Linked DNA regions of Mus musculus: all the other regions are linked to region 7. The links are chromatin contacts, called in public HiChIP or PLAC-seq, Micro-C and promoter capture Hi-C maps. All regions are on one chromosome and are shown on one strand. The core of a region is the stretch at or near the end of the contact, and the rest is flanking DNA. Distances in the headings are between cores, read along the strand shown.

Region 1 (2,894 bases), core at 268-2,767, 570 kb after region 7:
ACTCATGCAGCTGTGAATCAACCTCCAACAGAATACCATAGAGTTCAAGAAGTGTGACAGAAGGAAAGGCAGTGACCAGATTTTAAAATATTCCAGAGGAAAGATATTTCAGCTGGTTTGTTTTCTCAGGTCTCTGTACAACTAGGATCAACCACCTTGATCTAGCCAAGGCAATTAAATTTATAGGGGTGTAATTTGCTCATATGTTTGTTGGGTTTTAGTACCATTATTATTATTACTAATATTATCATTATTATTATTGGATTTGGTGGTGGTGGTTTTGGTTTGCTTTGGACATTTATTTATTTATTTATTTATTTATTTAGAGACAAGGTCTCACTACATAACCCTGGCTGACCTAACTCACTATAGAGATAAGGCTAATCTCAAACTCACGGAAATCTGCCCGCCTCTGCTTGCAGAGAGCTGGGATTAAAGACACGCTCCACCATGTCCAGCTGCCATCAGCGTTTTTCAAAATGCACCAGGGAATTCCCAAGTATGGACAGGATTAGTTAGTTTATTTCTTTATGCATTAAGTTATCTAATATTTAGAAGGAGCTACGAAGGCCCTCACTGAAGAGTGTACAGCACATCAGTCAGCTCGCAGGAAGGGATGAGAAACAGGCCGTCAGCATGCTTCTCAAGACCCAGGCAGTCTGAGGTTCTCCTCAGATGAGTAGGAGGCAGCTGAGGTTCTCCTCAGCGTCCGCAGAAGTGAAGAGTCAAAGAGTAGATCTTCTTCCATGTAAAAGCTCCATTATTGATGCCTTCCCTGAGTCCACAAAGCCTGCTGGGTCCTGCCATAGCTCCGCCCCTCACTCACCTGGACAGAGCTGGAGCAGGGATGTGAGACTCTTCGGGGAGAATCTTGCTGAAGATGTTGCTGTGAGCTCCTGTTTGTCCTGGGAAATGTCAGACTTCGTCTACACGGCAGAAGAGTCTGAGTAAGGTCGGTGTGAAGGGTGAATACCGGGCACAGGAGACAGGCACTCTAACTAAAGCACACGCCCGCAAGAGGCTCGTGCGACTAGTGTATCTAACAACCTCTAATTAAGTCGTGTCATGTAGCCAGATTTGACTCGGAGAGAGAAATGCCTACAGTAATTGCGTCTAGTTCATTGTGCAGCACGTTCGCCATCATAACTGCTAATTCAATTGTACGTTCAGCCAGCCAGCTCGTCGCCATTAAGCACGCATTTAATTACTTCAATAAAGGATTAATATGCAGCACACCAAAGGAGGGACTGAACACGGTGCCAAAGCACACAGCTGCTCCAGCGTTTAGCCCAGAGATAAAACAAGAATATCATTGGGCAGCATAATCCTGTACCAAATGCATCATTACTCAGTGAACATTCCAGACTTTTATTTTCATGCTTGTATGCACCGATCCACATGCACAGATTTCCATGTCATGAGAAAGAGCCGCGAGAGGTGCTCAATGGCTTCCCATTGTCATCTCAATAGGGTGCCCGGCCCCACCCCTATCTTTCTCTGTGCTTGTAGGGCTGTGCTTATCTTGTCTCCGGGAGAAGGCTTACAGTCCTACATTACAACATCCTGAGATAAGAGCCCTCCCTTGACATTGTTCCTGCCCTGGCTGCAAACAAGTAACAAACCTGGCATGTATAAAAGAGAGAGAGACAGACAGAGAAAATAACAAAGCAGGGCCCCCCTCCTTCCCAACTCCACCTCAAAGGACAGCCCATCAATTCTGCAGGAGGTACACAATCATTATTGTAGGGGAAACAAAGACCAGTGTCAATTGTGCAATGTTATAAAGCAGTCCCTCAAATTAAAACCATGTACCTAACTGCATGCGATGGCAGAAGCTATTTAGCAGTGATATTTTACAGAAAGGCAATGAAAAGCAATAACTGCTTTATTTAATGTATCTGTTCAATCCAGCTGCCCTGGATAGGGCTTAATAGAAGCTGTCGATCAATGTCAGGCCCTTAGAAATAACTGCAGCAGACTGCAATAAACACGCGGGGAAGATAACTGGAACTACTGATCAGCCTCTTGTTACCTCTCCTGTGCCCTGAGATTTGTCATTTGTTTATGCTACTCATAATGGCTGGCTGCACGGGTATCGCTTCACCCACCTGGTGGTGGTATGGGTGCCTCCTCGGGGTGCAGGAGAGAGAGATCAGGGGGAGAAGCTTCGGAAAGTGAAGGAAGAAGAATAAATAGAAATAGGAGACCCAGGGCAAGGGCGCCATGGAGAGAGAGGAGTTTGGAACATAGAAAGCACACATTGCGGCATCGCTCCTCCATCTTTACCATCTCATGGTAGGTTTTCCCGTAGGATTAATGAAACACACAGCAGTCATGTTTAGCTTCAGTGTCTTTTCCAGCAGTTCCTGTGTTGTCAAGAAGATGCTATGCAGTCCTGTAACCCTGACGGCCCCAACTGGGAGTCTACTGGCTTTCTTCACCCACCCACCCTGGTTCCTTGCTCCAGCCACAACCTTCCAAGATACATCCTACCCCGCCCCGTTTTTATAAATCTAATTTTCATATTCGTTCTTTAAGTTTTGTCTGTGGCTGCCATGGTTCGAAGATGGCAGAGGTAGGTAGATATAGCAAAGGCCTGGTCATCCCCATAGTCTAAAATATTTCCTGACCCATTCTAACAAAAGTTTTCCATCCACTTAGAAGTCACCACCTCAAAGCATGGATTTCCAGCCCAGAGCCCACAGCCCATCTCTGCCCTGGTGCTTTTAAGGGGTCCCTCCTTCCGGAAGTCTCCTTTACTCTTAGGTATAATAACATAAAACATAATTCGTCTTTAGTGCCCCATATCTTGCATCCCAAAGGCTGGCCTCAGTATATATTTTAAACATCCGGATGGAAAAGATGACTGATTTTGACTTTAACCTCCTTATTTT
Region 2 (3,381 bases), core at 625-3,124, 870 kb after region 7:
GCATGAATTAGATGACTAAGGTGGAGTCGCATGTGTTTAGACAACTGCTTTGGTATCTAACATAATCTTTTAAGATTTTGGGTTTTTACACTTGATTTTAGCCAAAAGACACAACAGTGATTGGTTTTGTTGTAGTCCAGGATGTATCCAACTCACAAGCTCCTCTTGCCTCAGAGCTTCCTAAGTGCTGTCACAGTACGTGTATACCACCATATCTAGCTTGCCTTGAATATAAGCTGTATTCCTTCTCAGCTCCAGCTAAATTCTCGTGTGCTGTGATTAGGCTCCCACATCCCTGTTCACACTTGAAACCCATAAAAATACACCTATAGTTAAGAAGCAACTAGTTGAATGTCTTACTGTAAAACTTGAATTTGGATCTTTTATCAAGGTAGCCTGTCAGGTTTCTATTACCTACAATTATCCTACCCACCGAAGCTATATTTAGATATTCTCAAATCATGTATCCTTATATTTAATATCTATGAAGAAGAATACATTACAGACTGAATCTAGGAATTCTCTACAAAACACAAGTGACTATAGTCAATAAAAGATAACCATTATTTTGTCCTATAATTGAATTCCAAATATTAAAAATTAGGCTGAATTTGGAAATGAATTAGTAATATGGGGGGAGGGGGACCTGGGGCTGGATAGGTGTCAGTGGTTAAAAGTACTCCCTAATGTTACTAAGTACAGGGTTTGAATCCCAGCACCCACACCCAGTGGCTCACGACCACCTCGTTCCAGCTCCAGGAGAATCCAATGCCCTCTTCTGGCTTCCACAACTCCCCTCCCCCACATACATACAAATAATAAAATAATGTCTTCTTTAAAAAAAGAAAACGAAATCTTACCAGGTCCTCATTGCTGGTTACCTGTTCAAACTGTGAAAAACATCGTCTCCAAATCACAGAAACTAAAGAGAAAATGGCGACAACACAATTGTTTTCATTCGCTGCATATCTAACCAAGATTTACGTTTTTAAAGATGCTAGATAATCAAAGGGCACAATATCAAACATTCTTTTCAATGATTAGTTAGCAACCTGTTAGATTTGGGACATAATAGGACTCAAAATGAGCGGTTCCAAAGGCTTTGGATAAAGGACATATATACTTCCTCTCCTATAAATTCTTTCTCATTTCTACAGTTACGGATTGAAATTCAAATATGTACAGAAACAACAGAATGGTACTGTCATTCCAAAGGAGAAATAAAAAGATTCAAGACATTGACAAAGAAGCATAAAACAAACAAACAAAAAAAGAGTTGACTACACCTTGGAGACAGGAGCCTAGATAGCATAACTGTTTCCTGAGAGGCTTCGTCCAAGCAGCGGATGGAAACAGATGCAAGAGAACCACAGCCAACAAGTGTCCAGAAAGTCTTATTGAGGAGTCGGGGCGATAGGTTTTTGTAAAGTGAATAAGTAACGGGGTAAAGTGGTTGACTACACCTCAAAGTCCTCTTCAGCTCTAGGAAACTAGTCTACGATGACTCGAGCCTCCCACTTATCTCAAACCTAGTTCTATTGAAATAGTCATTTTGCTAACGGCGAGGACCCCACCGACAATCAGCGGCTATAATGCTATGCCGGACGTTTTACCTGCTTGAGTTCCGCGATCCGTGAAGCAGCCAGCCGCGGTTGTCAAATTCTTCCTCCCTATACCACTGCACAGAGCAACCAGAGCGGCCATGGTTCTCCGCCCTTCCTCTTCCTTTCTATTTCCCTAAGCGCCCCGACAGGTCCTTTCTGGTGCTCTTCCCCTGTCTGCCCGGGATTCGACGCAAAGGTTCCGGCGCGAACGCGGCCCGGGTTTCAATGCACTGCACCTTTATCTTCCCGCGCTTCCCGGGCCGGAAGTCACGTGACCCGGGGCTGCGCTGCTGAGGGATGGAAAGCTGATGCTGGGTCACCTGCTGTCTCCAGAACGGCGCCACCGGCTCCGGGCTGCACCCAGGGCGGCTGTCGCAGGGACTCTGGGCCGTTGTCATGGAGGACGGCTGTCCCCGCATCCGCCGGCGGGTGTCTGTCCGCAAAAGGAACCGCGGCAACCTGGAGAACCTCCGTGCCTCCCCGACCCCGGCCGAGCTCCAGCCTGCCGAGGACACGGAGGACGAAGCTGCAGCCGGGAGCCGCCGCCGGAAAACCGGGAGCCCGGAGCACGCCCAGGTACAGCCCTGCTGAGTCCCCGCATCCCCGTTGACTCGCCCGGTCCTGTCATCCCAGGGGCTGCGGTGGCAACCGCGTGTCCCGCCCCGGGCACGGCTGCGCGGGAGGTGAAACCGCCTTCTTCCCAGGTGCACATCATGAGTAGCCTTAGCTCGCTCTCTCACCTTTGTTATCCTTTTATCTCCATCACTTGGGAGACACTGCTTAAACCCCCGACTTCTAGGTAGATGTCAAACCTACATGCTCCTTCCATCCCCTGTCATAAAAAGTATTCACGGGGCAATTAACTGGCTTGACAGAGAGAAAGCTAGCCTTCCAAATGGCTCGGCTCTACTTTACTGATAAAACATTTTTATTGATGACCCATTAATTGCTAGTTACGTTATTAAACTAGCCATATTATGTAGACTTTTACAACGGTAAGTGAGTCCAGGGAAGTTGAGAGACTAAAGTTGTGACTCAATAAATAATTATCACCTCCCAGTTTACATCTCTGTTCTGTAAGCCACCATACATGAGTGTGCACATGACTGTCTCAATTCCAAGTTCAGAACAGAATTTCATTGTAGTGTCTAGTGGAACATTGTAGTGTCTAATGGCACAATCATGATTTTGTAGCAGACCAGCTTCTACGTTAGTGCCTGGGCCGGAATTACCACAGTTATCAGAAGCATCTATTGAATCTTGGAGAGAGTTACTGTTCTTTCATTCTTAAGTGCTTTAGCATAGGTTTAAGAATTAAAATGCCAAAGACTGGGCGGTTAGGTTCAGCAGCGGAGCCTGGGGCAGGCCCTGGGCTCACATGGCAGCACCAGAATAAATAATTTAGAATTCCAGTATCACCCCTTGGGGGATGTATCTGAGTTGACAGAATGTTTGCTTAGAATGCCCAACACCCTGGGTTTGATCCCAACACCTCCTAAAACCAGGCATGGTGAGGCATTCAGGAAACAGGCAGGAGGATCAGGAGTGTGTAGCCTCAGTAAGGTGAGATCCTGTTCTGACTTTTAAAAAAATGTTTCTTAGCATCCTGATATCCCATAATAAGCCAGCAGTACTGTTTAGGCAAGTCAGAGCAACTCTCTGGACTTGTTTCTTTTGTTTGGTGATGATAATATGTATTCAGAGGATAATTTGCATATAGTGATATCATTGGGATAGTCCTTTGCTGGGACATTTGTTTTTTTAAAATGAGGATGGA
Region 3 (3,114 bases), core at 484-2,983, 680 kb after region 7:
CCAGGAACGCACACTGGAATAAAGATAGCATCCTCAACAAATGGTGCTGGTCAAACTGGATGTCTGCGTGTAGAAGAATCCAAATAGATGACATATTCATAACCCTGCCCAGAACTCAACTCCAAATGGATCAAAGACCTCAACACAAAACAAGATTCACTGAACCTGACAGAAGAGAAAGCGGGGAATAGCTTGGAACTCATTGGCACAGGAAAAGACTTTCTCAACAGAACACCATTGGCACAGGCTCTAAGATCAACAATTCATAAATGGGACCTCATGAATCCGAGAAGCTCCTGTACGGTAAAAGACATCACCATGGGGACAAAGTGGCAGCCTACAGGATGAAAGGATATTTTCACCAACTACACATCCAATAGAGAGCTAATCTCCAAAACGTATAAACGATTCAAAAGACTAGATATCGAAAAACCAGCCCAATTTTACAAAGTGGGGTACAAGTCTAAATAGAATTTTCAAAAGAGAAAACTCAAATGGCTGAGAAACACTTAAAGAAGCGCTCACCGTCCTTAATCATCAGGGAAATGCAAATTGAAACAACTTCGAGATTTAATCTTGTGCCCATCAGAATGGCTAAGATCAATAAAAGACTCATGGTGGTGAGGATACAGGGTAAGAGCACTCCTCACCATTTGTTGAGGAAGCTATCTTTATTCCAGTGTGCATTGCTAGCTTCAATTTGATCTCATCAATTAACATGTTTATGTTTGAACCAGTACTATGTTGGGTTTTTTTATTCATTGATTCTCTGCTTCCCATGCTTGATAAAGTCAAGTCATTCGTTCTCAAACAAGCAGCAGGCTCTGCTCCCTGCACTAGATTGTCTTGCATCAAAGAGAGACTCTCACCTAGGTCTGCACAAAGCCACAGTAAAACTCAGAGAATCTACCTAAAACCTACATACACACACACACACACACACACACACACACACACACACACTTCCAAATTATTGAGGTTCCTTTATCTAAAAGGAAAAGGAAGGTGGGGGAGAAGGAAGAAAAGAGGAAGAGGAAGAGGAAGAGGAAAGGGGGAACAGGAAGGGAAGGGGAAAACCTGGAGGCTTGGTGGGTGTGGTCTGAGGGAAGGAGTGGAGAGGCCAATGGTATCCACCCAGCCTGCCATTCCTTGCGCTGTGAAAATAATCTCACTCTAGATTGGTGCTACAAGGTAAACTCCCAGAACTCCAGCTAACCCGTGGCTGAAGGGAAACCGGGAGAGGGAAAAGGTCGCAGAAACGCCTAGCGGGGAGTATATGCAAACTAAATCAAACGTATTGTTCAAAATTTACAGTGGGTCATCTCTTCTTTTTCTTATTTCTTTTCAATATCGAATGAAGGGCTGACCAGCAAGGTCAAACTCCCCTTATTAATGAGGCATTGCTGGGGCTCTGTCCCATTAGGGCGCTCAGAACGGTGCATTTACTGCAATTTGCCGCACTTAATAGAGAGAGGTCAGAGCGGGTCACGTTCAATTTCCACTTGGCAGAGGGAGGAAAAATGGAAGCAATTCATTTGCACAAATTTGAATAATTCTTCTCCGTCTCCTTTTCTTTATCTACTTATGGATAATTCCTGCATCTTACCTCACTCACAATCATTTCAGAACTGCCAACTGCCAGATTTCTATGAAGGCTGTAATGGAGCTGACAGATTCTATGAATCCAGGTGTCAAAATAAAGCCACCGGCTCCGTCCCCCGCCCACCTCTCACAACAGGGAATAGGAGTTGCCTCTTGTGGGCTCTTAAACTTATCATAAATGTATCAAGATTGCTGTGGGCCATGAAACAGCTGTAGACAATTAATCTTTCCACAATTCTTCGGCATAAGAATTGCTTTCCCCCCGCAAAGTAACATCTGCCGTGCTGAGGTGATTATTCACGGCCGATGGGCGCCGCCATACTTTTATGCATAGAGCCATCAGTGGCAATGAAGCAAAATTTATAGTTTTCCCTGGTTCAGTAAAAATAACATTTCAGCTGCATTAAAACATCATCCATCAGCATTGTCCCAGAGCCCAGAGCCCCATCTCATCCGCAGAAATTAAAAAGTATTCATTTTAATGCTAACTTCTGAAGCTTGCAATACCAGGATTGCCTCTGGGGTGGGGCACAGCCAGGGCGGAAGGCGGGAGGGAGCGGCTGTTAAAGCAGCACCGGGGAGCTGACCATTTAATGTGCTAGTACCTTCCGAGGTCGCTTGGATTACTGGACTGTGGCTCTTATTTATTCATAACCCTGAATGCTTAATCAAAAATCCTCCGATTACATTGAACATCTAAAGAAAGAAAGTTATTTCACACAAACATAATATAATTCCTTACTTTATGGGGAACAGCATGGGCGATGAAAGGCAATGGCAGCCCTTCACGATGCAGTAAGCATTTTGATTCTTTAAAACAATCGTTTAAACGTATCTTATGGGGTATCACCTGGGCAAGGGGCAGTTAGCCCTTCTGGAACCTCACTCAGCGTCATGCCAGAGGGCTTGGGATTCCCTCTTGAATGTGAAAGAGACGCCTAGGATGGCAGTCAGCGTTCACCTGTAATCCCAGGGAAGTGGTTCAGAGGTTCAAGGCTAACCTCTGGGATACATGAGGCCCTCCCTCAAAAAAAGCCACAAACAACAAATAAAAATAAAATAGTGAGCTTTGGGACCAGAGTCTCAGATACTTAAACAGAGGAAAGTCAAAGAAGAGAAGGGGACCTGAGGTCAGAGGGCCCACCCAAGCCTTTACCCAGGGTAGGGCTCCAAATTTAACAATTGGAAAATAAAATACAAATGTCATAGCCATGCTCACACCTGCACGTTTAACTTACCCACTCTCCCAACACTGACATTTTTGAAAGGTCATGTAATTAGTCTATTCAGTCAACATTTACTTTAACAATATGTTCCAAATCTCATGCCACATGCTACAAATGACCATAAAGACAGAGGTCCTGCTTTGGGGTGATCTATAGTACAAGAGACAATTATATAGACAAATACTTGGAACACGGTGATGAGGAAATCTAGTGAAAGCAGGAACAAGGAGCTAGAGTTGAAACACACACACCTCAGCTGGGAAGACTGGAAGAAGACATCCATTAA
Region 4 (3,178 bases), core at 266-2,765, 730 kb after region 7:
AGAGTCCTGGGGCCTGCTGATTCTCCAAGGTCCTGACTCTGCCAAGGTGACCTTGGGCTGAAATTTTGGAAGCCACTACACAGTCAGCTGGGGTCTGTGGCTCTGATCCTTCCACATATACCCCACTGCTCCCTTTCTCTTTGTTATCAAAGGCTGAGGTGGTTTTTGCTACATGCAACTGAACACTGACAACCCAACCCAGGAGTTAACTGCCAAACCTGAGTGTCCTCTGCCTTGCAACAGACAGAGTCCTATCTAAACAAGACATGCGTCTCAAGGATTCTTATTTTATGCTACTTTAATGACTCCTTAAAAAGAACATAAAATCCCTTTTATGTCTCCTTGTCCTCTCTCCTCCATTTTTAGCCAGCCTCCATTTCCTGGGTCATGGTAAGCTCTTTGAAGTAGGCCTGTTAATGCAAGGGCGATAAAAAACAAGACGTGCCTTGAAAAGATTGGAAGAGTATGGGTGGGGCTGGGTGGAAGTAGGAAATTCCATTATTTTACTTTAGTACGAAGTATTTTGTTTAAAGATCTCTGCCCACCCCACCATCACCACCCCCACCCTGGTGCCAAACATCAGAATCTATCGGTCTATCTTTTATGAAGGTAGAACAGAGCCATACCTTCCTGAGTTGTCTGAGAGAATGACATACCTAGCTCCCTCTTTATATTTCATTTGTTGGGTTATTTTTTTATTGTTGTTGTTGTTTTGTTTTTTTACAGTGCCTCATTATAGAGACCAAGTTGGCCTTGAATCCACAGTCCCTCCAGCCCCAGCTTCTCGGGTATTAGAATTATAGGTGTGTGCTACCCTTCCTATTCTTTCATCTTCCAGCATGTACAGCACAATGATTAATCATACCAATAATAATGCCCCTATTGTTGAGAGCAGCGCAGTACAATAGTTCAGTGGCCGCTTAAACCTCACATCACTCTGATACATCGTTTCTTTTCTGAAGGAAACATGACATGAAACATAAAAAGGAAACAAAATAAAGACACAGAGTAATTGTTTTATCTCCAAAACTACTCCGCCTTCCAGTTCATCCTTCCATCCCTCATTCCCGATTTAGCACAAAGAGACCACACCCCTCAAGGAGGGACCTTCTGGAGGGAGAGGGAAGACTGTCTATGTAAGGCTCCAACACAGTTCTGCAGAGGATTGCCCACTGTGCCCATGTTATTACTCAAAGAACCCCCTGTGACCAGCTCTCAAGGTGGAGACAACGTCTCTCTTAAAGAACGCATTGCCTCCTTCTGATCTCCTTTCTGCCTGGGTCTGCAGCTGTTTGTTAGTTGTGCAACCTTGAGCCAGCTGTTTCAACTCACTGTGCCTTGGTTTCCATGTCTCTCCAATGAGCTACACTGATCTAAGGATCAAAGATGAGATCATAAAGAGGGTGTGGGTGAGTGCTGACTTGCAGTTAGCACTCAGTGCATTTTATTCAGGTTGTTGTGGTTACATTACAAGGGTAACTCCACATCTCATTTAAAGCAGACGGGGGACTAGAGAGATGGCTTCCTGTTTCCTGCTCTATCCAGGAAGTTCAGATCTTAGCACCCACATAGGGTGGCTCACACTTGTCTGTAACTAACTCCAGGGACTCTGATCCTCTCTTCTGCCTTCCACAGACACCTGCATATATGTGGCATGCATTCACTCAGACCTGCACATACACATAAATAAAAATAATAAATCTTGGGAGGAGAGTACACAGGTTTCTATTTCCAAGGGTATGAGGAGAATCTTAAGGTATAGCCTTTCCACCCTAAAAGCAATGTCACCAGGGTGGCGACACCAAGTCTGTCATCTCAGCTGCTTGGGAGGCAGCAGCATGAGGATCACAGGTTGATATTGCTTAGTGACTTAACTAGATTCTAAAATCTAACGTAAATAAAGGTCTGGGAGTAGTGAAGCACTCGCCTGTGCAAGCTCTGGTGCCAGCACCTCCCCTGGAAACGTAGCTCATTTGTTTTAGTCTGGCTTGGTTTCAGCTCTAAGCCTGTCCCTGATTCCTAAAACCTGGGGACATTAGGGTTTGCTTTGACAGTCCACAGTGACTTGTAGCTCTGTCCCCAAGCCAGAAGTCCTTTGGTGCATTCCGTTGTCTCTCAAAAAACAAGTCCCTCTGAAACAGATTGGGACCCACCACCCACATCCTAATTTCAGGACCGAAGGATTTATTCCTGCAGCCTGAGGATGCCACGTCCCCATAAGCGCTCAGCTCTGAGCCCCTTGGAGCTGCCCCTGTGGCTGACAGTATCCATGTGACCAAAGCCTTCCCCTCTTCTCAGGGTAACCTGGGATTCATTGGGTATAAGAATGTCAGATCTAGTCCGTGAGCTCCAGCGGGAGATAATGCCCTGGTGACATGGTGGCTGCAAAGTTGCAAGCTCCTTGGGTCACCACACCACAGTGTAACATCTTCCCAATCTCTCTCCAGCAATTGCCAAAGCCCAAAGCATGTTTGGACACCACCCCCCACCCTGCTAAGCCACAGATTGCCGGTGTCTCAAAGGAATGCATGTGTTAGGAACTTGGTTTCTAATGCATCAATGCTGGGGGGCAGAACCTATGACTGGAGATTGGAACAAGTCAGTGTCACGATCTTGAGTAGATTAGACACCATGAAGACAGTGTCCAATGAATGAGGTACCTTCTCTCCAAGATACACATTTCCTGACTCTTCCCAATACTTCTCAGTCTCTGCCTTGGGAGCCTGCAGAGCTGTGCAATGAATAAATGTGTATTCTCTGTAAATTACCCAGCCTCTGAAATTCCATTTCGGAGGTAGAAATGGGGACTAAGATGCCACAGCATCTGTGTAAATTTAAGCTTCAAACTTGCTATGGGTCTATCTTCAAAGCCACTCCAGAGCCCCTGCCCCATTCCCCACCCAATTCAGCTGCATGGTTCAAGGTGTGTCCTGTCAGGTGACCACCTCCATCAGCTCCTCCCTCGCCTTCTCCTCTTGTTTGGTCTAATCTACTCAACAGCTTTGGGTTTGCAGATGTTCAGATCCTAAGTTGTTCCCCTCATCAGTTTCTTAGGGCTTGATTTGGGATTGTTCTCATAAAACCTGGCTCCTGCCTTGCACAGTTGGATCCTTTCCCATGAGGCCTCCCGGTGCCTCCTGCAGACAGACGTCTGCCAGGATCTCTAGCCCAGCTGCAG
Region 5 (3,318 bases), core at 125-2,624, 990 kb after region 7:
GAGCCATGGTCGCTCCTGCTTCATGCTAATAACTATTCTTTGGACTCAGTCTAGTCTTTACTTTTATAATGTCCTACTACCACTGCAGGACAAGTTGAAATGGGTTTGAGAGTGAAAAAGTTAGTGGACTTTAAAATACATTTTTTTCAAATAAAAAAAAAGCAATTTTAAAAAACAGCTTTATCATCCTTTCCCTCTAAAATAGAAAGCATTCGCAATGATTTTTGCATTTTAAATATTGTGTTGGGAACTCCAGGCAAATGGAAATAGTGTGCAAGTGTGAAAGAGCCTCGTGTTTGGCATGGCGGCACCTATGCTACCTGAAAGGGTGCTTGAAAATAAACAGCGTGGAGGCAACTTTTGGGAAAAGAAAGGAGCCTCAAAGGCCGCAAACCTGTAGAGGAGCTCAACTGGCAAGCAGCAGATGGAGCTAAAAGATCAAAGGACCAGCAGCGCTTCCCAGACTGCAAAGGCCAGCGCGCCCCCTGCTGCACCTTCCTCAAGCGCCAGGCCAGGATCACAGAACTCACTTCATAGGCTTTAAGGAAGGGCACCGAAAAGGATACACCACCATCTCAAAACACTAAAATCCAGATAAGCGACTTGTCCAGAGCCAGTCAGTGAGGGGTTACCGTGGAATAACACATACCAGGTACCTGCAAACATGCAACGGCCAACTATATTAACAAGGGTCGCATAAAGTTGGTTATTGTTTTGTTTTTCTTTGTTTTATTTTTCAAGACAGGGTTTCTCTGTGTAGCTCTGGCTGTCCTGGAACTCACTCTTTAGTAAGCTGGCCGAAAACGTAAAGATCTGACTGCCTCTGCCTCCCGAGTGCTGGGATTAAAGGAGTGCGCCACCACCACCTGGTTATGAAGTTGTTCTTGAGTGAAACTGCATCCTTTTTAGCTGTCAAACTTAGGTTCACCTCGAGTAAAGAATTTCCCTTAAGTATATAGATATAGATAGATATACTTAAATTCATATATATGTATATATATGAGTATATGTATATATGAATATACATATATAAAAATTTACATAATTTGATTTGGCTTTTTGTTTCCCTTTTAGTGTTAGAAGGTGAACATTCCATGTAGTTAACATTTTTGGACTTAAGTTTTTCTTTTTATGGTAGAACTATTCCATACAAATAAACAAACACTCTCCTTTTGAGTTCATTAAGAAGCCTGGAGATGGAGAGATGGCTCAGCGGTGAACAGCACCTGCTGCTCTCCTTACAGAGGACCCAGGTTTGATTTCTAGCACCATACGGCTCAGCCCGGTCTGTAAATCCAGTTCCAGGAGCGCGCGCGCCACCACTGCGCATGCCTGCCCGCGGCCCGTCGCCCTGGATGACGCCACCGACCGGCGTCCAGCCTGGCGCCATGCTGCGCTGGGGAGGCGCGGGGCTCGCGCGGGGCCTGCGGGCCGTTCGGTCCGCATGGCTGCGAGGTCCGCGCGGGCTCCCATTGGCCCTGGTGCGCAGCGCAGGGGTTCCGGGCGCGCGGGATCGGCGAGCCCCGGCCCCCGGGACGCAGCGGGGCCGAGCTCTCAGCCTGTCGGCCGCGGCCGTGGTGAACTCGGCGCCCCGCCCGCTGCAGCCCTACCTGCGCCTCATGCGCCTGGACAAGCCCATAGGTGAGTGGGGCGGGCTGGGCTGCGCTGCGCTCGACAGCCTGCCTGCCTGAGGAGCAGGGCCGCAGTGACCGCGACTCCGCTGCGATGCACCCATTGGGCCAGTCCCCTCGGGACTCGGTCAGGACCTTAGCCAGGGACACGCAGATTTTCCCTCGCTCTGAGCCGGGAGTCCCGGAGGCGGACGTTGATAATCACATATTCCCAGACCATTCCACAAACTCCAGACCACTCCTACCCCATTCAGATGTGAGCAGGTGCTCCTTTGCTTTCACGAAGCTTTTGATTGTTGATTTGCAGTTTTGAAGCATTTCTGCATTCATTAGTTTTCGATTTTTGCCTCCAATTATGTAAGGCCCAAGGGGCATGTAAGTAAGACTATTGAAATCAAGGCTCCTCGTCAGAGCCAGACCAGAAGGACCCCAAAAGTGTTACTACTGGGCTTTTTTTCCCCCTCATCACCGGTTACAAAGATTGAGAGCATCTGAACACAGCCGGGTTATCGTGCTTTAGAATTGCCCGCCAACGTAAACTCACACAAGCCTCTCTATGACCTTCTTTTTCTCAGTCTTTTTCATCAAAGTGCTCACGGACTATTGACACCTGTGACACAATATAAGCTCCGTCTGCACGCAAGGTTTCTGTCTAGTTGGTAAAACGATGCCCGGAGTTGTAGATGAAGTCACCTGGCCTTAGTGACAGAATGAGCTAGGAAAACTACCAGCTTTGAAAGAATTTGTTTCTGGCTGGAAAAGACAGTTGATAACCTAGGAAAGTATGGAAAAGTATCAGAGGTATAGGTCATGCACAGGAAAAGAAAAATAACTTACTGTCTCCAGAGTTCGAACAACTGAAAAAAATAGTACTCCAAAGGAAATGCTATATTATAGAGTAGAGAGGTCTTGGAGAAATATTTTCAAAATCCAAGGGTAGCTAAATATGGTGGCTCACATCTATAGTCTAACATCCAACGGCAGGAGGGCTGATTCAAGTTGCAAGTCAGTCTGGGCTTTATATTCTGAAATAAAAGCCAAACAAACAGACTTAGTGCTGAAACATTAAGACTAGGAGCCTGACCTGCAACCCTGGAAAGATGTAGGAAGAGGGATACAACTGAATTCCAGCTAATCTAGATGTCAGTATGTACAGTTTCAGCGTATGGAAGAACATCCAAATGCCAAACTTATTTGTTCTGCCTTTACCTATCCAGGACCCCCAACGTGGCCCCGTTTGGGTTTGGTGTTTGTTTTTGGACAGGGTCCCATATGTGTCTTTGGCTAACCTTGACCTCCTGCCTCCATTTCCCAGTTGCTAGGACTGCAGGCACTCTCCTCCATGCCTGGCTGGACCTGTTTTATTTTGCATAAGACAAGGGCTTGCTTTGTACTGCAGGTTGGCCACAAACTCCAGAGCTTGCCTCAGCGTCCAGGTGACAAAGTGGGTGGGGTGGCAGTAGCCAGGTGTCACTGTTGATATTCTAGATGTGAATGCTCCCTGTGTGGGTTTTAAGCACCGAATCACTGCAACAAGAGATTATAGACACCTATTAAATAGAAGGCAGGCCTGCCATTATTAGGGTGTTGTATAATTCAGGGTTTACACAAGCATTTTATAATTCTGTTCTTAGATTCTGGGTGACAAAGCTACAAGAGAGACTTGCAGACACGCAGGACAGATCAA
Region 6 (2,924 bases), core at 302-2,801, 940 kb after region 7:
GCCATGACACTGGGAGGGAGGTGACAGGTGAAATCATGTCACAACACAGATGGGAAAAGGCCCCATCATCTGAGTCCCCCTTCCATAAGATTATACACCCTGGACAGTTGTCTGTTACCATGACAATTTTCTTTTTACATCCTATGGCTATAGCATATCAACTCAATGCAGGTCAAAGCATTAACTAGGCAGGTAATTTTTAAATCACCCAGACAGACAGATGGGTGCAGATTAGATATACATTTCATTAAAAATTCGTTATTATTTATTGCTTTGCTGTTGGTGCAATCTAAACGGAAAAATGTAAGTGTCATTGGCTTACTCAGTAAATATGAATGGATTACCTACTAAAGACCAAGCACAGTACCACGTATGAGCATGCCATGGGTATCCCACAGGCCCCATCTCTGCCATGGGTATCCCACAGGCCCCATCTCTGCTTCGGAGGACTTTTTAAGCCCAGAGATAAGGTGAGCAAGCAATGAGCAACATCACAAGTGTAGACAGTTCTAACATGGAGGATACTGGGAGGATGCTTGCTGTGTGTGCTATGTGAAATGTGTGGTGAGACCTCACACTGGGGAGCCTCAGCTGCCTGGAAGCTCAGGAAAGCTTCCTCAAGGGGACTGCAAAGCAGCAGAGACAGGCTGCCATCTGCTTGGCCTTGTACACCTGAGTTCAGCTAGCGCTGATGCTTGGGCAGATTGGTGTGTGTGAGTGTGTGTGTGTGTGTGTGTGTGTGTGTGTGTAGCATGGTTCAAGCTTCTTTCATGGTAACACACACACACACACACACACACACACACACACAAGCTTCAGCACTTGTTTGCTATCATTATATACCAGTGTAAAATGTCAAGGGAAAACAAAAGTTGCAGCAACCGCAAAAGATGGGTTTGGGGGAGGGGTTGCTCAGGATTCCAAGGGTAGTTGCTTGGGGGCTTCTTGCTGGGTTTTAGCGGTTGGCCAAGCCTCAGAGCAACTCTTAGGCAGGCTCTCCCAAATACTGTTTTCATAATACTGCTTTAAAAACAGGGTCCCCACCACCATCACCACCACCCCCGTGCAAGGACCGATTTCTAGTTGCATTTTAGCCAATGCTCGGATCAGGTTTTTCAAGCGACAAAGAGATACCTGAGATCCTGGGCAGAGGACATCCTAGCTCGGTCAGATTTGGGCAGGCTCAAGTGACCAGTGTCTTAAGGCAGAAGGGAGTCGGGGTAGGGTCTGGCTGAACCCTCAACCGGGGCTTTTAACTCAGGGTCTAGTCCTGGCGCCAAATGGATGGGACCTAGAAAAGGTGACAGAGTGCGCAGGACACCAGGAAGCTGGTCCCACCCCTGCGCGGCTCCCGGGCGCTCCCTCCCCAGGCCTCCGAGGATCTTGGATTCTGGCCACCTCCGCACCCTTTGGATGGGTGTGGATGATTTCAAAAGTGGACGTGACCGCGGCGGAGGGGAAAGCCAGCACGGAAATGAAAGAGAGCGAGGAGGGGAGGGCGGGGAGGGGAGGGCGCTAGGGAGGGACTCCCGGGAGGGGTGGGAGGGATGGAGCGCTGTGGGAGGGTACTGAGTCCTGGCGCCAGAGGCGAAGCAGGACCGGTTGCAGGGGGCTTGAGCCAGCGCGCCGGCTGCCCCAGCTCTCCCGGCAGCGGGCGGTCCAGCCAGGTGGGATGCTGAGGCTGCTGCTGCTGTGGCTCTGGGGGCCGCTCGGTGCCCTGGCCCAGGGCGCCCCCGCGGGGACCGCGCCGACCGACGACGTGGTAGACTTGGAGTTTTACACCAAGCGGCCGCTCCGAAGCGTGAGTCCCTCGTTCCTGTCCATCACCATCGACGCCAGCCTGGCCACCGACCCGCGCTTCCTCACCTTCCTGGGGTAAGTGCAGCCCCTAGGTTCTGTCCCTTCGTCTGTCCTCGGCTCCCCCTCGCCTGTCCAATCACACTCGCGAGGGCCAGCCACTCTCTTCGCTCAAACAACTTTGTGTTTGCTCTCTGGAGCCTCCCTCCTGTGTGCACTCACCCCTCAAAAGACTTTTCCTGATTCATTTACTCAGCGCTTGTTGCCTGGGCACCAGCCAGGTCCAGGTATGAAGTGGAAATTTGGAGGAAAACAAAAACAAAACAAACGAAGCTGTCATAAACCTTAGCACTTTGTCTGGAGCCTTTGAATTTTGCTTCAGTGTAAGACCAGTAAGCTGGTGTCCCTTAAACTCTGTTAGGAAGTTTTGATTTAAAAGAGGAAGAAAGAAAAGATAGGAAAAGCCTCTATGGAGAAGAACCATTATTCATCTTGCTGCCTTTTAAGCATTTAAACATTACTGGGCTGGGTGTGATACAGTTAATGGACTGTGTACCTCGCATGCAAGAAGACCTGCATCCATCCCCAGAGCTGTGTAATCCCTGGCATGGGCACACACTTGCAGACTGGCACTTGGGAAGTAGGTGTAGGAGGATCAGGAGTTAACGGCGATCTTTAGCAACGTAGCAAGTTTGAGGGTAGACTGGACTGAATAGGAGTGGAGGGAGGAGAGAGAGAGATGGAGAAAGGAGCCGGAGACTGACTGACTGACTGACTGGGAAAATGATAGAGGTCAGTGGGACAGACAGGAGAGAATATGACCAAAAATACACTTTATACACATTTGAAGATGTCGTGACGAAACCCCATTATTATGTATAATTAATATATGCTAATAAAAACACCATAGAGGCACGATTCTCCAAGATGAGGGTGCAGAGCGGAGGCTGCCTCATCAACTGCAGGAACCACATCTCTGGCCCCTGTTCCGTGAGTGCAGACTGTCCCCAAGATGAAAGGCTCAGGCACAGTCATAGGCCTTCTAAACTTGGGAGCCTCCAGAGATGACCACGTCCTTTGTTGTTTTTGACATTGTGTAACCACTATTGAAGGCTGACCTTGAACTT
Region 7 (3,373 bases), core at 580-3,079:
TGGCGCTGCTCAGTTTTAATTCCTGGGTCATTTATCGCCTATTTCTGTTTTCTGAACCTTAAATTTGGACTCAATAATATGATGCAAATCTCTGCTGTGACACTTCCCGCCCCCCCCCCCCCCACTGGTGTATCAACTGCCCGATTTCTCAAGATCGACCAAAGAGGTTTTTTCCTTGGTTTTGGTCAACCCTGAGCAGACCTTAAAGATCGGCCAGAGGGAGCAAAGCCCTTTTGACCATCGCTCCCAATGTCAGCCTAGAAGTCGGTCGTCTCTAGTTTACTCAACTACCCGAGTTGAGAGCTTGACCAGACTTTCCAACAGTTACCTGTCTTCCCCCGAGGTATTCCTCTATCTAAAGTTGTCCTGTGAATTTTAGTGATCCTGCCTCATAAATCCAACTAATAATAATAGAGGGAGGATTTTAAAAAAATAATTATCTCATTTCTGTTAGGTTTAGACACCACGCAGGAGATAAATATTCTCATTAAGCTGATTTCATCCCCAGAGTACTGAGCCCCCTCATAAGTGATAATGATCTAGGGAGTGGGAGAGCGAAGACAAGAACGGAGAAAGAACAGAAAAGAGCAGGAGACGGAAAGATGGTGAAGGGTGACCCTTAGGCCTGCGAGGGGTTTAAAAACATCTACGGGCTTAAGGAACAACAAATCAATTTACACGATTCTGGAAGAGCCCAGAGGGCCTTTAATTAATCCCTTCAAAAGAAGGAAGTCGGCCTGGGATATGCCTCCTGCCTGCTCCATTAGCTCCCTTTTCGCAAGGGTCCAGACACCGTTGGAGGTGGGCGCCGCGCGCGAGCTGGGGGAGGATGACGCGAGCTGGCGTGGGCGGAAGAGCCGCACTTAAACTGCTTTTCCATAGAAGGGCTGGATTTTCATTATTCCTCTCTTTAAAAAGTAATGCCCTCTTCGTCCCTGCTCCCTCCTTCTCCTTTCCATTTTATTTTGCACGATTAGTTGAGCCGGCCGCTGGCTCTAGACTGGAACCACTCTTTTCGCCAGGCCCCTCCCCTCTTGGCTCCGCCCAAGTGAAGCTGGGGCGGGGACTAGGAGGGCGCGTCCTTATGGCTCCCTAGTCTCAGCCAATCAAAAGGTGTGGCGCTCCCAGGTGGGCGTGTTCTAGGAGCGACGCCTTGCCCAAGCTGAGCGCTATTGGAGGCGGTGTTTACGCCCAGGACCCGGGCCCCGCTCCTCAGTCCCGCCCCGCCGAGCCGCCCCGGAATGACGTCCTCGAAAGTTCTCATTTTGGCCCCCCACCTCCCCTCCCTTGCGTCCCCCAGCTAAAGAGAGGCAGGGAGGGGTGCAAATATTTTATTACCTTTGAGAGCTTCATCCGAACTGTCAGGCCCAGAGGGAGAGAGGAGAGAAGGGAAGAGCCGCCGAGAGGGTCAGTTTGGCCAGAGGACAGGGCTTGGAAGAGCCAAGCCTGGAAAGCCAAGGAGAAATGCCAGAGAGGCAAGAGAAAGGCGGAGAGTGAGAGGAAGAGAGGGCGCCAGGGGGTGGGACGGGGGGGGGTCTCCCGGCCGGCTTGCAGAAGAGGACGGACGATCGGAACCGGCCCGTCAGACTTTTTCCATACTTAGGTTTATTTTCTTTTATCCTTTTCGATCCGGCTAGTCCGGCGCCGCGTGGCTCGGAGGGGAAGTAGGCTCGTGGGCGCACCAAGTCCCCAGCCGCCGGAGCGGTGTCACTGACTGCCCTTTCTGGCGCAGTAACGCCGGGCCCGAGGCAGTGGCGGGCGCGATACCCGCGCCGGCCGTTTGTGCTCTGTCCCCCGGGCGAGCGGTGAGTGCGACTCAGCAGCGCGGCCGCCGGGAGAGCGGAGCGTCCGAGCGAGATCAGAGGCGCGCACCGGGCGGAACGCCGCCCGCTTTGAAGCTCCCCCAGGCGAGCGAGCCGGCCCCCGCCCTCCTACATCAAAGCGAACGCTCCGCGCCTCCCAACCTTGTTGCAAACTCTCTGGGTCGGCTGCGGGGTACGTCTTGCTGATTTCCCGCGGGGGTGGAGAAGATGAGAAGCAGAGCGCTCTGAGCCGGGAACGAGGGACCAGCGCCTGGGATCGAATCCGGGACTCCCGAAGCCGAGGAAGCGCTGAGCCCGCCCGCGCCCCCGCAGCCCTCGCCCCTGCCGCCTCCCGCGGGGCGTTTGGACATTTTTGCTGCGCAGCTCCCGGAGCCCGCGGCCGATCCACACTTCGCTTGCGCGCGCCCCCGGCACCTCGGGTTCTCCCGAGCCCCGGCGGGGCCACCGACCTGCGTGGCTGCGGGTTCGGGTCTGGCTGTGGGATGTTAGCTGTGGGGGCGATGGAGGGCCCTCGGCAGAGCGCGTTCCTGCTCAGCAGCCCGCCCCTGGCCGCCCTGCACAGTATGGCCGAGATGAAGACCCCGCTCTACCCCGCCGCTTATCCCCCGCTGCCCACCGGGCCCCCCTCCTCCTCGTCCTCGTCCTCCTCGTCCTCGTCGCCCTCCCCACCTTTGGGCTCACATAACCCGGGCGGCTTGAAGCCCCCGGCCGCGGGGGGCCTCTCGTCCCTGGGCAGTCCCCCGCAGCAGCTTTCGGCGGCCACCCCACACGGCATCAACGACATCCTGAGCCGGCCCTCTATGCCGGTGGCCTCGGGGGCCGCCCTGCCCTCCGCCTCGCCCTCCGGGTCTTCCTCCTCCTCCTCCTCGTCCGCCTCCGCCACCTCGGCCTCTGCGGCGGCCGCCGCCGCCGCTGCTGCTGCCGCCGCTGCCGCCTCGTCGCCCGCTGGGCTGCTGGCCGGCCTGCCCCGCTTCAGCAGCCTGAGCCCTCCGCCACCGCCGCCCGGGCTCTACTTTAGCCCCAGCGCCGCGGCTGTGGCCGCCGTGGGCCGGTACCCCAAGCCCCTGGCCGAGCTGCCCGGTCGGACGCCCATCTTCTGGCCCGGAGTGATGCAGAGTCCGCCGTGGAGGGACGCGCGCCTTGCCTGTACCCCCCGTGAGTACTATGGGAGGGGAGGGTGGGTCCCTGCCTTCTAAGTCTGCTCTCGGGTCGTGAAGCACACAGTGCCCCTGCGGGCGGTCAGTCTCCTGGCCGCCACACTAGTTTGGAAGTTCCGGGACAGCACGCCGTTGGCTGGGCCCCTGCAGGCGAGCGAGGGACTCGCGCTTTCCTGGGCTCGCCGAGGCTCATGCAGGCCTGGGCTCCACCAACGAGAATGCGTCTGGACAGAACACAGCGCAGCAAGCGAGCTTCTGTCTGGGCTGTTCTTGAACCTGGCCAGCTCTGGGTCAGATGGATGGAAAGCGGGAAAAGGCCTCCGCACCCCTTCCTTTCTGGCTCCTTCCTGCCATGCTCGCCCGTTCCTTCAGTAGTCTGACCCTTGTTTTCGG

What was found. Promoter capture Hi-C pulls out the DNA fragments that hold promoters and counts their contacts. A called contact is a pair of places that touch in the nucleus more often than the background predicts. HiChIP or PLAC-seq counts read pairs in DNA pulled down with a chosen protein or histone mark.
Region 1: a contact with region 7 is called in an H3K4me3 HiChIP or PLAC-seq map of embryonic forebrain, with 5 times the contacts expected there. The contact joins the enhancer-like site here to the promoter of Nkx6-1 in region 7. A contact is called at or near these places in 9 of 39 promoter capture datasets (3T3-L1-derived adipocytes, the C10 cell line, the SN4741 cell line and 4 more), 1 of 15 datasets of contacts at CTCF or cohesin (the NIH/3T3 cell line) and 10 of 115 datasets of contacts at active chromatin or transcription factors (a beta-TC-6 cell line, embryonic basal ganglia, embryonic forebrain and 6 more).
Region 2: a promoter capture Hi-C map of embryonic stem cells shows a contact between it and region 7, with 5 times the contacts expected there. The contact joins the promoter of Helq here to the promoter of Nkx6-1 in region 7. A contact is called at or near these places in 5 of 39 promoter capture datasets (the SN4741 cell line, cranial neural crest, embryonic stem cells and 2 more), 3 of 484 Hi-C or Micro-C datasets (embryonic stem cells, nephron progenitors and palatal mesenchyme), 5 of 115 datasets of contacts at active chromatin or transcription factors (embryonic forebrain, embryonic midbrain, forebrain and 2 more) and 1 of 9 other capture datasets (embryonic stem cells).
Region 3: a promoter capture Hi-C map of second pharyngeal arch cranial neural crest shows a contact between it and region 7. The contact joins the enhancer-like site here to the promoter of Nkx6-1 in region 7. A contact is called at or near these places in 14 of 39 promoter capture datasets (the 3T3-L1 cell line, 3T3-L1-derived adipocytes, the C10 cell line and 10 more), 2 of 15 datasets of contacts at CTCF or cohesin (the NIH/3T3 cell line and stem cell-derived epiblast-like cells), 15 of 484 Hi-C or Micro-C datasets (the BV-2 cell line, the HL-1 cell line, cerebral cortex and 9 more), 16 of 115 datasets of contacts at active chromatin or transcription factors (a beta-TC-6 cell line, craniofacial prominence, embryonic basal ganglia and 8 more) and 3 of 9 other capture datasets (adipose tissue, embryonic stem cells and pancreatic islet).
Region 4: a contact with region 7 is called in an H3K27ac HiChIP or PLAC-seq map of T-cell acute lymphoblastic leukemia, with 39 times the contacts expected there. The contact joins the enhancer-like site here to the promoter of Nkx6-1 in region 7. A contact is called at or near these places in 25 of 39 promoter capture datasets (the 3T3-L1 cell line, 3T3-L1-derived adipocytes, the C10 cell line and 14 more), 8 of 15 datasets of contacts at CTCF or cohesin (the NIH/3T3 cell line, embryonic stem cells, hippocampal excitatory neurons and 4 more), 122 of 484 Hi-C or Micro-C datasets (the AML12 cell line, B cells, the C2C12 cell line and 63 more), 27 of 115 datasets of contacts at active chromatin or transcription factors (PVALB interneurons, T-cell acute lymphoblastic leukemia, astrocytes and 17 more) and 3 of 9 other capture datasets (adipose tissue, embryonic stem cells and liver).
Region 5: a Micro-C map of embryonic stem cells shows a contact between it and region 7, with 1.9 times the contacts expected there. The contact joins the promoter of Coq2 here to the promoter of Nkx6-1 in region 7. A contact is called at or near these places in 3 of 39 promoter capture datasets (the 3T3-L1 cell line, 3T3-L1-derived adipocytes and frontonasal cranial neural crest), 1 of 15 datasets of contacts at CTCF or cohesin (large pre-B cells), 8 of 484 Hi-C or Micro-C datasets (adipose-derived mesenchymal stem cells, cardiomyocytes, embryonic fibroblasts and 4 more), 8 of 115 datasets of contacts at active chromatin or transcription factors (astrocytes, craniofacial prominence, embryonic forebrain and 5 more) and 1 of 9 other capture datasets (embryonic stem cells).
Region 6: a contact with region 7 is called in a promoter capture Hi-C map of embryonic stem cells. The contact joins the promoter of Hpse here to the promoter of Nkx6-1 in region 7. A contact is called at or near these places in 8 of 39 promoter capture datasets (cranial neural crest, embryonic stem cells, hippocampal neurons and 2 more), 12 of 484 Hi-C or Micro-C datasets (all in embryonic stem cells), 7 of 115 datasets of contacts at active chromatin or transcription factors (embryonic forebrain, embryonic hindbrain, embryonic stem cells and 1 more) and 1 of 9 other capture datasets (embryonic stem cells).

The regions. Positions count from the first base shown.
Region 1 is chr5:101,089,669-101,092,562 of GRCm38.p6, reverse strand. No RefSeq gene overlaps it. Among named protein-coding and RNA genes, the nearest start is that of n-TDgtc1, 98 kb to the right of the region's middle. Within about 2 kb of position 1,517, at least 21 of the 459 cell types and tissues checked have an H3K27ac peak or open chromatin away from gene starts, as enhancers often do. A contact at or near this core is called in embryonic basal ganglia and embryonic forebrain, where this site is marked.
Region 2 is chr5:100,797,093-100,800,473 of GRCm38.p6, reverse strand. Helq (helicase, POLQ-like) reads left to right here and starts at 1,874. Exons shown (of 18, transcript NM_001081107.1): 1 at 1,874-2,180. The coding sequence starts at 2,001. It overlaps Mrps18c (mitochondrial ribosomal protein S18C), which reads right to left and starts at 1,715. Exons shown (of 6, transcript NM_026826.1): 1 at 1,614-1,715; 2 at 861-922. The coding sequence starts at 1,704.
Region 3 is chr5:100,981,075-100,984,188 of GRCm38.p6, reverse strand. No RefSeq gene overlaps it. Among named protein-coding and RNA genes, the nearest start is that of n-TDgtc1, 10 kb to the left of the region's middle. Within about 2 kb of position 1,733, at least 6 of the 459 cell types and tissues checked have an H3K27ac peak or open chromatin away from gene starts, as enhancers often do. A contact at or near this core is called in second pharyngeal arch cranial neural crest, where this site is marked.
Region 4 is chr5:100,928,153-100,931,330 of GRCm38.p6, reverse strand. No RefSeq gene overlaps it. Among named protein-coding and RNA genes, the nearest start is that of Gm36793, 16 kb to the right of the region's middle. Within about 2 kb of position 1,515, at least 17 of the 459 cell types and tissues checked have an H3K27ac peak or open chromatin away from gene starts, as enhancers often do. A contact at or near this core is called in CD8 T cells, T-cell acute lymphoblastic leukemia and Th1 cells, where this site is marked.
Region 5 is chr5:100,672,312-100,675,629 of GRCm38.p6, reverse strand. It overlaps Coq2 (coenzyme Q2 4-hydroxybenzoate polyprenyltransferase), which reads left to right and starts at 1,374. Exons shown (of 7, transcript NM_027978.2): 1 at 1,374-1,641. The coding sequence starts at 1,389.
Region 6 is chr5:100,718,343-100,721,266 of GRCm38.p6, reverse strand. Hpse (heparanase) reads left to right here and starts at 1,551. Exons shown (of 12, transcript NM_152803.5): 1 at 1,551-1,875. The coding sequence starts at 1,673.
Region 7 is chr5:101,663,167-101,666,539 of GRCm38.p6, reverse strand. Nkx6-1 (NK6 homeobox 1) reads left to right here and starts at 1,829. Exons shown (of 3, transcript NM_144955.2): 1 at 1,829-2,978. The coding sequence starts at 2,306.